3 separate regions of the Rattus norvegicus genome follow, and all the other regions are linked to region 2. The links are chromatin contacts, called in public Hi-C maps. All regions are on one chromosome and are shown on one strand. Each heading gives the region's core, a stretch centred on a gene start, on an enhancer-like site or on the middle of the called end of the contact. The rest is flanking DNA. Distances are from core to core; before and after follow the strand shown.

The links. Hi-C and Micro-C count contacts between places; a contact is called where the count stands out from the background.
Region 1: a Hi-C map of prefrontal cortex shows a contact between it and region 2, with 3 times the contacts expected there. The contact joins the promoter of Uap1 here to the promoter of Hsd17b7 in region 2. A contact is called at or near these places in 2 of 12 Hi-C or Micro-C datasets (frontal cortex and prefrontal cortex).
Region 3: a contact with region 2 is called in a Hi-C map of the A7r5 cell line, with 4 times the contacts expected there. The contact joins the enhancer-like site here to the promoter of Hsd17b7 in region 2. A contact is called at or near these places in 9 of 12 Hi-C or Micro-C datasets (the A7r5 cell line, the Rat2 cell line, Schwann cells and 5 more) and 1 of 1 datasets of contacts at active chromatin or transcription factors (oligodendrocytes).

The regions. Positions count from the first base shown.
Region 1 is chr13:84,908,834-84,912,943 of GRCr8, reverse strand. Uap1 (UDP-N-acetylglucosamine pyrophosphorylase 1) reads left to right here and starts at 2,705. Exons shown (of 11, transcript NM_001191930.1): 1 at 2,705-2,868. It overlaps LOC102549303 (a long non-coding RNA gene), which reads right to left and starts at 2,499. Exons shown (of 2, transcript XR_359101.5): 1 at 2,362-2,499; 2 at 1,281-2,243.
Region 2 is chr13:84,720,809-84,725,175 of GRCr8, reverse strand. It overlaps Hsd17b7 (hydroxysteroid (17-beta) dehydrogenase 7), which reads left to right and starts at 2,422. Exons shown (of 9, transcript NM_017235.3): 1 at 2,422-2,525; 2 at 4,080-4,283. The coding sequence starts at 2,491.
Region 3 is chr13:84,868,614-84,872,938 of GRCr8, reverse strand. No RefSeq gene overlaps it. Among named protein-coding and RNA genes, the nearest start is that of Uap1, 39 kb to the left of the region's middle. Within about 2 kb of position 1,843, at least 8 of the 93 cell types and tissues checked have an H3K27ac peak or open chromatin away from gene starts, as enhancers often do.

The sequences.
Region 1 (4,110 bases), core at 1,456-3,955, 190 kb before region 2:
CCTGGTGCTTTGTGCCTCTTGCTGGCAAACAGCTCCATGAGCCAGCTGAGGCCATCATGTTCAGGACAATGGAGAGAAGACTCCTTTGGTGTGGCAGTCCCTAGGACCCACACACTTTTTGGAAAAAAAAAAATCTAGGTGGGTTATAACGGATTCTGAGAAACAAGCAGTGTGGGTAGACCAGCGCATTTCTGACAAGTCACTCAGAAAATCAGTCAAGCCGAGGTGTTAAGTGACGCATTTCACAAGGTTAAAATAATTTAGCAAAATATGTCTACCCAAAGTAATATAAAAACCACCATAAAACCTATTATCAATATATGACATTTTCAGATTTTAAATTATCTTGCAATAATGGTTCCTTTAAAGCATCTTTTCTCAAAAGTAAGTAGGGAAGGGAGATTACCATTTCATCTATATATGGAAAATCAGTGAAACTCATTAATATGTATAACTAATGTACATTAACAAAATAATGATGAAATGGAAGCATCTCGTATCCCAATATAGCTTGTTTGCGTCTGTGTATTTCTGTGGGTTGAGCTTATATATCCTACATCAATGCTTTTATCGTTGAGCTGTATCCCCAGCCTTATCTGTAGCTTTATCATGTGACTATTCTACTTCTCTTCATTTCCCCTGTATGTTTTCAGCTAACATTTATTATCTAACTCCTGTACGCTAGCCCTCCTTTCCCTTTCCCCTCTGTCAGCTGTATCAAGCCATTTTCTCAGTGTTGGCGATCTTTCCTTTCCAGGTCTTGTAATAGCCATCCAGGTATCTGTCTGCCCATTCACCTACCCACCTATCCAGCTCATAGACCAAAGTATTCCATTTATTTTTTAAACTGGGCTGAGCTCATGGCGCTGAAAGTATGTACCTTTTGGCAAGTATTCCCTTTTGACACTTCAATATATATATATATATATATATATATATATATATATATATATATTAGTATCAGTGAGGTAACTGCAGTTAGCAAAGGTGCGAGGTTGCCAATGGGAAGGAAAACCAAAGCCTCAGTCACGAAGGCTGAATATTAACGGGCAGCCTTCCAAAACTAAGGGCTGACTTTGGGGGAAAATGTCATCCCTTTGTTCTCTCTGAGCTCTAGGGCCCTCATCTGAGCCATTGCTGCTGCACTCCTGGCCCTCCCTTTGGAAAAAGGAGCATCCATGTCCTCTGCCTCTCTCATTGTCCTAGAAGTCGCTTGAAGAGATAGACCCGATTCCCCTGTAGAGTCTATCATACGGTCTAGCGTAGAATGACTCAATAAATACGTTTTGAACAATATGCTCTTTATTGAAAGCTGTGGCTGCCAGTTTCTTAAGAGAATACTTCAGCCCCAGGGACTTGCATAGGTAAAAATCAAGGGACTCTGGGCAATCTCCATTGTGTACAGGCTCTGTTCTTCACTTAAGACTTCACACTTTCAAAACTGGAAGTATGAAAACCAGAGAACACACCCGTGTTGTTATACTTGCTCCAGGAAGGTACACCTGCCACTATCAACAGCACTGTGAGTGGCATTTACAGCTTCTCAGTCGACGTGGCATTCTGATAGGATTTCAGAGGGCATTCAAGACTAAGGCCAAGCAAATACTGCTAATAATATATCACACCCTTCCTTGATCCTGTTCCCCCAAGCTCTTTTTCCATCTACCTAACCTTTCAAAGCCACAAAGGTTCTTTATCAAATGGAAAACTATCTATTTATTTATGAATGATACTCCTTGTTAAGTGATAAAATTCCTAACCGACATAAGTTGATAGTAAAGTCTGAATGAAAAATGAATTCTCAAGAATGAGTAAGAAAACGTTGAAAATGTAAATGAGGAAGTCTATCCACCAGATGGAAACCATCAGACTTTCTCTAGGATCCAGGATATGTTAAATTTAGTTGCTTTTGACATCTCAACAAATTGGACTCTTTCAGAACCTGCAAAACCCAACATAACTCTAAATATAAATGCAACTTCATGACACTATAGCCTGCACGTGCACACCGGCTACCTCTGGTGTAACAGGACAGTTGAGTTCTGCCCTCCCAGCTAAGTCCCGCTCCCTGGACTGGTTCTCACTGACTGGCACACTTAGCACGACCTCGGGTTATCTAATCCCTTTTGCTTGCATTTCTTCTTTCACTTGTGTGCTGTGCAAAAGGTAATCTGGCTGTCTTGATACCCAAGAGACTCAGAAGACAATGACGGAGGAAGCCTGGGTCACTGGCAAGCAGTTATCTGGAAAATAAGAGACAAAAATCAGCTAGCTTAAGGTCACAGGCCTGCCCCGGAGGGATCTCTGCCCAGAAACCCGCGGGTCTTTCCCAACACCCGTAGGCGTTCGGAAATCCGTCACCTGAAGAATCACTGCCTGCTCGGAGATCCGTTCGGGGCGCGCTGATCCGCCCCGGGTGACCTTAAGGACCCGCCCTACAGTAGGTACTTAAGGTGGCGCCGGGCCTCACCGCCCGCAGGCTGCGAGCGTAGCCAGCTCCGGCCCCGCAAGTGCGTGAGAGGGCGGTGCCGCAGACTGACAGGACACCTAAACATCCTATTGGTCAAGAGTCTGAGCGACGTAAAGAGGCTCCGCCTTCCGGTCGCCGGCGCCCGCCCCTTTGGCCGCTCTCGGTCGCTGACGTGTCCAGCCGGCAGGCTTCCGCTCCGCCCCTGGGCCGCAGCCACTCACCGCGGCGAAAGGGGCGGGGTGGCCGGGGCCCGCGCTCCCCTCGGCTGCTGCTCGCGGCCCGCCCCGCCGCCCCGGCCCCTCGGATGACCGTATATATTCCAGGCGGGCGCGGGACGCCGGCAAGTAGCCGAGGCGAAGAAGCCGGAGCCTAGTCCAGCCGCGGGAGTGTCGAGGGAGGTAGGAGCCCCCTTCACGCGCGCGCTCCCAAGCCAAGCGCGTGGACCCGGCTACGGGTTGCCACTCGGTGCTCGGCGCCGGCTGCTCGGAGCTTCGGAGGGGCGTGGGCTGTGTCGCGGCGGGTCGGGGATGCGCAGAGGGTCTGGTGCGAGACCAGGGAGAGGAGGCTGGAGTAGTGATGGAGTCCCCGGCGCGTGTCCCCGCTGTTTTGAGTGGGGCCTCACCTAGATGGGGAAGAGGAAACACGAGGGTCTCAGGCTAGGGCCCGGGCATAGTTGTGCCATTTCTGGGGGTCCCCAGTGGGAATAAGTGGTCGCTGGTTCTGTCAGGGGAAAGCGAGTTGGGGTGTTTTGAATCCACGAGGGTAAGAATTGGTAGTTCCGACAAGGACAGTGGATCCCAATGGGGGATGTGGCTAACATAGGACCCGCTTCCCTTGATACAGATAGTTAGAGAGGTCCAGATTTCAGGGTCTCCCCTCAGATGAACGATGAGGCTGGAGGGCTGAGAGCGCACATATGCTTTTGAAGATTTCTAAAAGTTTGGTCTGAGACTGGCTGGTCTTCATCAGCACACTGTGAAATCTGAAATCCGGTGGTAATGATCATGCTAATACGTATGTATTTATGTGAGGCAAAAGTTTAGGGACTTGGAGGTGAAGTTCACTGGGCTTGGATCCAAGAGTTTCCAGGGAACTGAAGGCATTTGTCTATTTCATTATTAGTTGACTCACTTGGCTAAGGGAAAAGACTTCATAGTCTGTGCTGTTAGTCAGCGGTTAGGACTCAAGTTTGTCTCAGTTACCCCCCCCCCCCCAACCTTTTTTTTTTTTTCCTGTTTTTGTTTGTTTGTTTTTGTTTTTGAGACAGGGTTTCTCTGTAGCCCGGGTTGTCCTGGAACTCACTCTGTAGACCAGGCTGGCCCAGAACTCATAGAGATCCATTTGCTTCTGAGTGCTTGGATTAAAGGCGTGTACTACCACCGCCTAGTTCCATATGTTTTGTTTTGTTTTTTTTTTCAAAAGCGATTTACTAACCTATTCTGAGGGCATATAGCAGTAGAGGTGGGTGGGGGGAGGAAATGGGAAATACTGGACTTCTTTAATGTGGCATTTAAATTCTAATAAAGGCATGTTTGATAATGGTTTGTCGTTTATGTTGATCCAGGTGTGTTAGGTTGGAGGCACACACCAAATTTAGTCATAATTTCTAGTGTAGACTTTTGATCTTAGTATAAAAATCC
Region 2 (4,367 bases), core at 1,173-3,672:
ATTTGTATGTAGGTCATTACTGAGGATGGAAATTATGTCCATTCAGTTTTTCATTAGCAGTTTGCATGGGATTGGTTAAGTTGTAGAGAACAAGAAAACTGTTTCCCATTTATAGTTTTATATTCATTTCCTATTTGAAGGATTCACATCTGTAAATCCTTCTCTTCCACAGTCCTTGGATCCTACACAGGGCAACACGTGACCCTTTACCATCAATAAGTTGGGTAAAATTCTGAGTTAGTTTTGAGCCAGACTGAATGTGGGTTTTTTTTTTTTTGAGGGAAGAGGGTTGAAAAATATGAACAAGAAAAACTCCACAGCCCCAACTGACAGTTATTCATCAGTCCTGTTTGCAAATTAGAGGCCGTCAATTCTGGGAATATTTCTAAGAACCAAGAGTAGAGTTTTATTATCAGAGCAAAGGACACATCCTTACCTACTGTATCATAAAAGGAAGAGATCAGTGTCCAAATTTAGTGTAGAGACAGATTTATTATATGGATTTATTATACATACATACATATACATACATACATATATATATATATATATATATATATATATATATATATATATATATAGAGAGAGAGAGAGAGAGAGAGAGAGAGAGAGTTGCTGACACCTGCTCAACTCATACCAAGGCTTGCCAGTGATGGGTAGACTCACTGTGTACCAAACTGTTCTGGTACCCAACAGCAGAAGCCCTCAAACAACACAAACCTAAGATGAGTAGTTTGGAGTGAAGTAAAAACAAAAAAACCAAAACCCAACACTCAATTGTGAATTAAAATATATTTCGATTGTTCTAGGTTGTGACTCTCCTATGACAAATTACTTTAAAAAGAAAGCACTCTAGATTAACAGTCCAGTCCATCCCTTGATGGTCACAGAGCTTTGGAAGCAGCAACTTAGAGTACAACCAAACGAGGAAGACACCCGGATTTCCTCACCGGGCTAGGACAGAAGTGGTGGAGGAGGAGAGACTTTCTCTGAAGTCTTCCGGGCCTCGTCTAACTCAGAGCCGGTCAGCCCTGCACCGGTTCTCATCCGAGACAGTGGAGAGGCTGAACCCCTCCCCGACACACGCAGCCTCCTGAGGGTCTTCAAGCACGGCATCCATGCAAACAGTTGCACGACACAGCTTTCAAAAACATCTCAAAATAGACCTTGTAATACGTCCACTGAGTTTACAGTTGGGCGGTGGGCCACTTTGGTAGCCGCCCTAGGGTGCAGTGCATACACCTGTCCCACCCTAGACTCCCCACTCTCCCGTTTCTTTTAAAAAGCGAGCATTTTTTCCGCTGCTCTTTTGCAGCCACTTCTGACCTCCAGGGCTTAAAAGGATCATCTGGGCATGGAATCTCAAGGTGGAGGATCTTTATTTTTCACTCCAAGGCTTTAGGAAATGTGTTGTTACCATCTTTGACGAACAGCTGAAATGATCAGTTTTCTTAAGTTTTAGCAGTTCGTTGGTGTCATTAATCGAAACATATCGATTAAAGTCCAGAAAAGGTGTTATCAGTCATTTAGGATCACAGCTATTCATCGTTAAGTACAGCTTTGAAAGAGGCATAAAGTTTGTTCAGTCACCCTATGTATTAGTTCGTTCACTCAAGGTTAACTGTAAGTAGCGAAAGCTGGAATAACGATTAACAGCTGTGCGGGATACTTTTATGTGAAGTGAATTTAATGAAAATTGGGAGTTATGTATGCACTTGCCCTTCCCTCTCTCAATACCTAGCCTCACCCCCTCCGAAGCCCTCATCTGGGATAGTTTGGCGTTCCCCCCCCCACCAAACCAAACCAAAACGAAAAACAACAACAACAACAACAACAACAACAACAAAAACCAAAAAAACAAAACAAAAAGCAACCAACCAAACAAAAAACATTACAGCAGCCTGATAGGCACTGAAGGAGATGACAGTTCCCATTCCTTTAGAGTTTTGAGACTCTGGTTTTCATTCCACACTCAGAGACTGAAATTGCTAATTTACCAGTGATTCGACATAAATAAAAGTCAATGAAATCCACGTTCTCTTTCTCAAAGACGAAGCTTTAGAAAAGGATAGGAAGGTGGATCTACACGCCCCAAGGAGCCACCTTTGACTTGGATTCCTGCAGCCCAGCCTCTCCCTGGGAAACCCGGCTGAGCCAGGCTCGCCTCACTCAGAACAAAGACTCCGCCCTACAGTGACACCCACTGCCCGCTGGCTTGAGCAGACTGGGGGCGGGGACTTCCTGGATTGGCTAGGGCTCCTGGGTCGCGTGGCTCCGCCCCTCGGCCTATCTCACCTCACCCGGTGTGGGCGTGGAGAGAAGACGCCGAGTTGCGATTGGCGGGCCCAGCGCGGGGAACGGATGACGCAGGAGAGGTGGGGCCTGGTTGAGCCTTGATTGGTCGGGGTGCGCGTGGTCAGGGATCGTGGTTCTGGCTGAGAGCTGCTGAGAACCGTGGACGGGGTGGAACTCCGCTGCAAGGCGTGAATGATGCGGAAGGTGGTTTTGATTACCGGGGCGAGCAGGTGAGGTCTCCCGTGGAACCCTGGAGGTTAGGTTCCGGGGTTTGGAGAAGCGTAGGTCGGTGACTCACCTCGGTAGGGTCCACAGTGACACCATCCCTCCCTTCTCTGACTTTTTCAAGAGGTGTGGTCATGCCTGCCTCACTGGGTGCTCGGTGACAGGCGCTTTGAATTAAACATGACAATGGAAAGTGACTGATCAGCCCCGCAGTGATGCCGACCCTATGCTCTCAAGGGACCGTCAGTCTCGGGAGAGTAATTAATTGTAGGTGCCCACAGTTCACTTTTAACCCTAGGCGCAGTGGCGCGTCGTACACTCCGGGTGTTTAAATGTTAGCGCCCATGAACTTTAGGACAATTGGGAAATTTCATTACTGCAGTACATTTCGCATACTATCCCCAGGAACATACAGAACGATCAGTCTTGTGGCTATGACTTGTGCTAATCCAGGTGTCAGTTCAGTCACTCCAGGCTTGCCCACTTAACCCTTGATCCGCTTTATTGCCTAGTAGGCTTGTCATTTGTTCACAAAGAATGGAGGATTCCCCCAGCTGGTTGCACTGGTATTTTTGAGGAGTTAATACAGGATTTGCTAAATGCCACCGAAGCCTGTTTCAGTGATCCAATTACATCTACGTTAACTAAACCAGTGTAGGAAGGGGTCTGCCCTGGGCTTTTTGTTAGTGTGAATTCTCCTTTAGGTCAACTGGTTTTTGGTGGTTCTTACAAGGAAAGTGCCTATAAAGTCGGGCCCGATTTTGTGTGATTTCGATATACCGTGCTGTGTGCAACTTATATTAAAGGTCTGATAGTTGAAGTAAGGATGACTAGGCCCATACTATGTTTGATACTTTGCTAGCAGGCCACCAGATTATGTGGGTTCTAGACTCACATTGGGGCTCCCTTTGCTGGCAGTCTGCGTGAGAATTTGTAACCCGGGATGGCATTGCTGCCAGCAGTGGGCCCCATCTGCTGGGCACTTTGATATCACTCGGACCCAGTGTATCTAAAGCCTCTGGGCTCTGCTTCTCTGTCTTTGGCACCATCTGATTGCTATTTCTGCTCTCTGTCTACTTTCATTGAGGGCTTTTTTCTTACTGTTGGTTATTCTGCTGTGCTACTGTGTAGTCTCTTGAATAACAAAAGAAACACCAAAAACAACCCAAACCCCAAATCAAAACCTCACTGGTTCACTTACTAGGATTTACAGCCCTCCTAGTAGCAACAGTGAGAACCCTTGGCAGCACAAGAATATGGGGGCACAATAAACAGTTGCTAAAACCCTCTCGGGATATGTTAAATCACACTCCAACAGGTACCCCAAACCTCACTTACTGTGTCATTGAACTGTATTAGAGGGGAACAACTGGATGTTGCTTATCAGTGTGACTTATCAGGAGGGATTCCTCCTTCATATAACGTTTGGGTATTTTCTCTCTGCCTGGGCTTCTCATTGCAGCTCATATCAACACAGTCAATTTTCTGAGCCAGAGACAACTGCCTTCATTTAACACCATTTCAAGGAACTCACGCTTGTGCCTGAATTGTCCTTTCAGTGGCATTGGGCTGGCCCTTTGCGGTCGGCTGTTGGCAGAAGACGATGACCTTCACCTGTGTTTGGCGTGTAGGAACCTGAGCAAAGCAGGAGCTGTCCGTGATGCCCTGCTGGCCTCTCACCCCTCCGCCGAGGTCAGCATTGTGCAGATGGATGTCAGCAACTTGCAGTCGGTGGTCCGGGGAGCAGAGGAAGTCAAGCGAAGGTGAGTCTTTTTTTGATGGATTGCTGCCTATCGTAAAATCAGTCAAATCAGAAAAGGCAGGAAAGTATGGAAAGTTAATGGCTA
Region 3 (4,325 bases), core at 594-3,093, 150 kb before region 2:
ACTTTAAAAAGCTCACAGCACAGAAGCGAGCAGGAGGCTAATGGCTGTGTCAGCCTGCTCCAGTCTCCGGGATGTGCTAGGCTAAATTACTGCTAGGCTAAATTTATGTTTAAAAATTTTGGCTGAGTTTTTTCATTTGAGAAGAGAACCGAGGAGAAATTTTCACTTTGTCACAATGACATTATTCCAAATATGTAGTGATCAAGAATTGGCAAAAATAAATTTACAGTAGAAAAATAGAATACCGAAGTCCTAAAGAAGGGATGTCAACTGAGTGAGGGAAGATTGCCAGGGTTAGAAACACTCTACTTGGGCAGTGGTTCATGGAGTCATTTAAAGAAGAAAAAAAAATCCTAAAAACCGAACAGCTAAGATTTGTCATTATTCTTTGAAGTTATGCCTCAATTAAGAAGAAAGACATTGTATGCCGCACGCAGTTTTGTTTCAAAATGTATGAGAATTCATTGGTCAAAGATGGGGTTTAAATAACTTAAAATTTCAGTACTAGGATATGGAAGAGTAGGGATTAAAATCCAAGTCTCCTGGCTCTCAAATCTTGCCACACGATCCAATCCAGACAGCATTCTGGAAATGTTGAGCACAAATTAAAGCATTTGAAAGAGGAGCAGATGGAAACTGTTGTGTTTTAACAAGGTCGAAGCTCTCTGTGCTGAAGAGGAAATGGAAAAGCTAAGAAGGGACATCAATTTTTTTTTTTTTTTTTTTTTTTTTTGTGAACATCACCACCAATAGTTGAAGGAAGAGGCGAGTGGGCAAGCTTTGGCCTTCAGTATCTTAGTTGGGAAGGATCACAGCACAAGAAGAGAGAGGGCCAGATGATGACGTGGCCAGCTGTGGGCCCAGCCATACTTGGGCTACTGTGAAATAATGGGCATCTTGACAAGGTTATGCAATGTAGCCAAAAGCCAATCAATTGTTCCTGGGTCTGGGTGACATTTTCTTGTTATTGGGAAGGTAGGTTGTGTGTGTGCGTGTGTGTGTGTGTGTGGACATATGTATAAGTGTACTTGTGTATGTACATGTGTATATGTGCACATGTGCATGTACATGTGTGTGAGTGTGCATGTGTGTATGTGTGGATATATGTGTGTAAGTGTACATGTGTGTATGTATGTGTATATACATGTGTATATGTACGTGTGTGTGTGTGTGTGAGTATGTACATATGTATGTGTGACAGCAGAGCACTTCTGGGAATAATTAACATTTGAGAGAACTGGGCTATATTTAGGCAAATCTAATTGTTTCAAGGGAAAGGTTCCTACATTCTTAGCACATGTTTGTCTGCTCATAAAAGACATACTGAAGAGTAGAGCATTTGACTGCCTGAATTTGGCACGTGTCAGAACGGCATAGTAGAAGAGGGCCTGAGAGCACAAGATCCTGCCCAACTGCATTCATTGAGCAATCAGGAAATGGAATAGAAATCTTGATAACTTAGATATAGGAGATGGGAAGAAAAAACAATCAGCCTGCAATTTGTGTCTCGGGTTGCAGGGAAAACAGAGTACCCTTGAAGAGAAGACACTTGAGGTTTCATTCTCAAAGATGAGCATATTCAAATGGAGAATCAATTAAAGGCTCAGGGTACTATTACAATCAGCATTGATTAGTCAAAAGCTATTGGGGGAGGGGTTGTTGCTTTATTGTTTAGTTCTTAAGTACGAACTTGGTAGGGGACAACATTGTGTCACAATGTCCAAAAGATTGGACACATCTGTGTACCTTCTGAAATCCTCTACAATATAGTAGCTCTGGTCTTTTCACCCCCATGACTTAACCTAGCTTTAATATGCCAAGCTGTCAGAAGGACTAGTGTAAAGAAAACTTGAGGCTGATAATATGAGGGTATCAGACCCAGTCTGGTGGTACACACCTATAATTACAGCTCCTGAGAAACGGAGGCAGGAGAATCTCAATTCATAGTGAGTTTGGAGCGAGGCTGAAAGACACGAAACTCTGTCATGAGCAAACATAAAATATGAGGGTAATATTCAAAGCCCGAAACAGAATATTTTTGGCAGGGTTGCTTCCTCACATCTTCTGACTGAGTTATAGACTATTTCCTGTGAGTCAGCTGTCTCCCTGACGAGAGTGCAGGCTTGTCTAGGGTCTTGGCTGGTCTAGGTTCTTCGTGGCTTTTGTGGAAGGTTTACATCTGAGCAGCAGAGGGCAGTACAAACGCACGCTGGGATGAATTAACGTGTCAGCCTTGGTTCAGGAGCTCTGGCTTTGTAGCGATGGATGTCACCATAAATCCTCACAGAGCTCACTTCCTACCCCTACCCCTTGCCCCCCAACCCCACGGGTGTGTCTTTCTGTTGTTCTCCCACTTGGAGAGGACTAGATTACTTGGTCCCAGTGCTTCATTTTGCATAGAAGTAACTGAGGTTCAAAAAGAAGCGACCCCCTTAAGGATGTACTGGATGCTAGATCTTTTAAAAATCCCCTTTTAAAAACGAGGAATTAGCTTTTTCTTACACCTTTACTTATTTATCACGCCCCCTCTATTATCTTAGAATCTCCTTAAAGTGGGTACAGCATGAAATTCTATTAAGACAATAATAACACTTAAATGATTATGATTACATAGCGGTGTCCCACAATCAGGTCTTTACTATGATTATGCTAATTTAACCTTCCTTCCTCCCTCCCTCCCTCCCTCCCTCCCTCCCTCCCTTCCTTCCTTCCTTCCTTCTTTCCTTCCATTCTTTTTTTTTCATGTCTATGAGTACGTTGTAGCTGTTTTCAGACACACCAGAAGAGGGCATCAGATCCCATTACAGATGGTTGTGAGCCACCATGTGGTTGCTGGGAATTGAACTCAGGACCTCTGGAAGAGCAGTCAGTGCTCTTAACCACTGAGCCATCTCTCCAGCCCGTCCCCCTTTCTTTCTGTGGAGTGCCTGCGGGATGCTGAGTCAGCAGAACTTGCCCTCTCATTCTCAACATTTTCTTATTTATTTCTTCCTTTTGAAGAATTTCATTTTTAGTCCCAAGCCCCTTTCACTCCCCTTGAGAGCTTTTAATCTTGCTAATAATATTGATTTAATTTCTAGTAGCATTCCTTAATTATGAGTCTTATATACAAGATCATTTTGAATCATGTATGTAGTGACAGCCCCAGCTTTATTCAATAGCAAACTTTACAGTGGAATTTTGAGCTATTCTACACTTCTATTGCGCTCATTATTACTTTTCTCCAAATCTCTGTTTTTCTATTTGTTTGTATTGGTTATATATATATATATAATTTCTATAATTATTTATAATTATATAAATATATATAACTTCTATAATTATTTATACTTGTGACATAGCTCCAAAGAGGATAAGGGAGGGTATGAGCAGTGGGGCGTGTGTCCTGGTGAACTTCACTGTGGGATTTTGAGGATTCTGGCTGGCAATATCCTTGGGCAACAATGTACCCTCCCTACCAAACCCTGTCCCTACCAAACCCTGTGTTTCCGATTAGTGTTCTCTTCTGCTCAGCTCTCTGCTTGATTCTCCTGAGTTCTGACACGATTGGCTGACATCCTTCTTAGAAGGAGCCCTGGTTCTCCTGTGGCAGAGCGGGCAGAATTGGTGGCATTGACAGCTTGGGTTAAAGAGGAGAGTTTAATTTTTGTGTGTGTTACACATTTTCTCAACCATTCTCCTCTTTGCAGCCCTGAGCCTCATCTGCACAAGCTAGGATAGGTGGCATCCTGGCCCTAACCCTTCCCAGAGAATTGTTGTCTGGTCAGCAGGGGTGTCTCTCTGTGGCAGCTCGTGGGCTTCAAAGACTTAATATGTAAAGAGATTTTGTGATGGGTCATCTTCATTGTCAACGTGACTGGATTTTAATGTTACCTAGGAGACACACCTTGACCAAGGGAGGGCATTTCCAGAGAAGTTTAACCATAAAAGACCCACCCTGAACTGGGAAGCACCATGCCACTGATATTTTCTCCCTCTGACTCTCTGTGGGCCTCCCTCAATACGTTCCATTCCCAACTTTATGACTTTTACATACATACATACACATATATATATATATATATATATATATATATATATATATATATATATATATATATACACACACACACACACATATATGTGTGTGTGTGTGTGTGTGTGTGTATCTCCCACTGAGCACAATTAGTATTGTTCAATGCACATAGATATGAGGCCATCTACTGGAGAAAACCACTCTCCCTCACCAGCAGTCAGCAGTAGCCATTAGCTTCTCAGCTCAGGGCAGGGCCTTGTTTTCCCCAACCATTGTGGAGTTTTGACTGCCTTGATCTTGTGCAGATAAC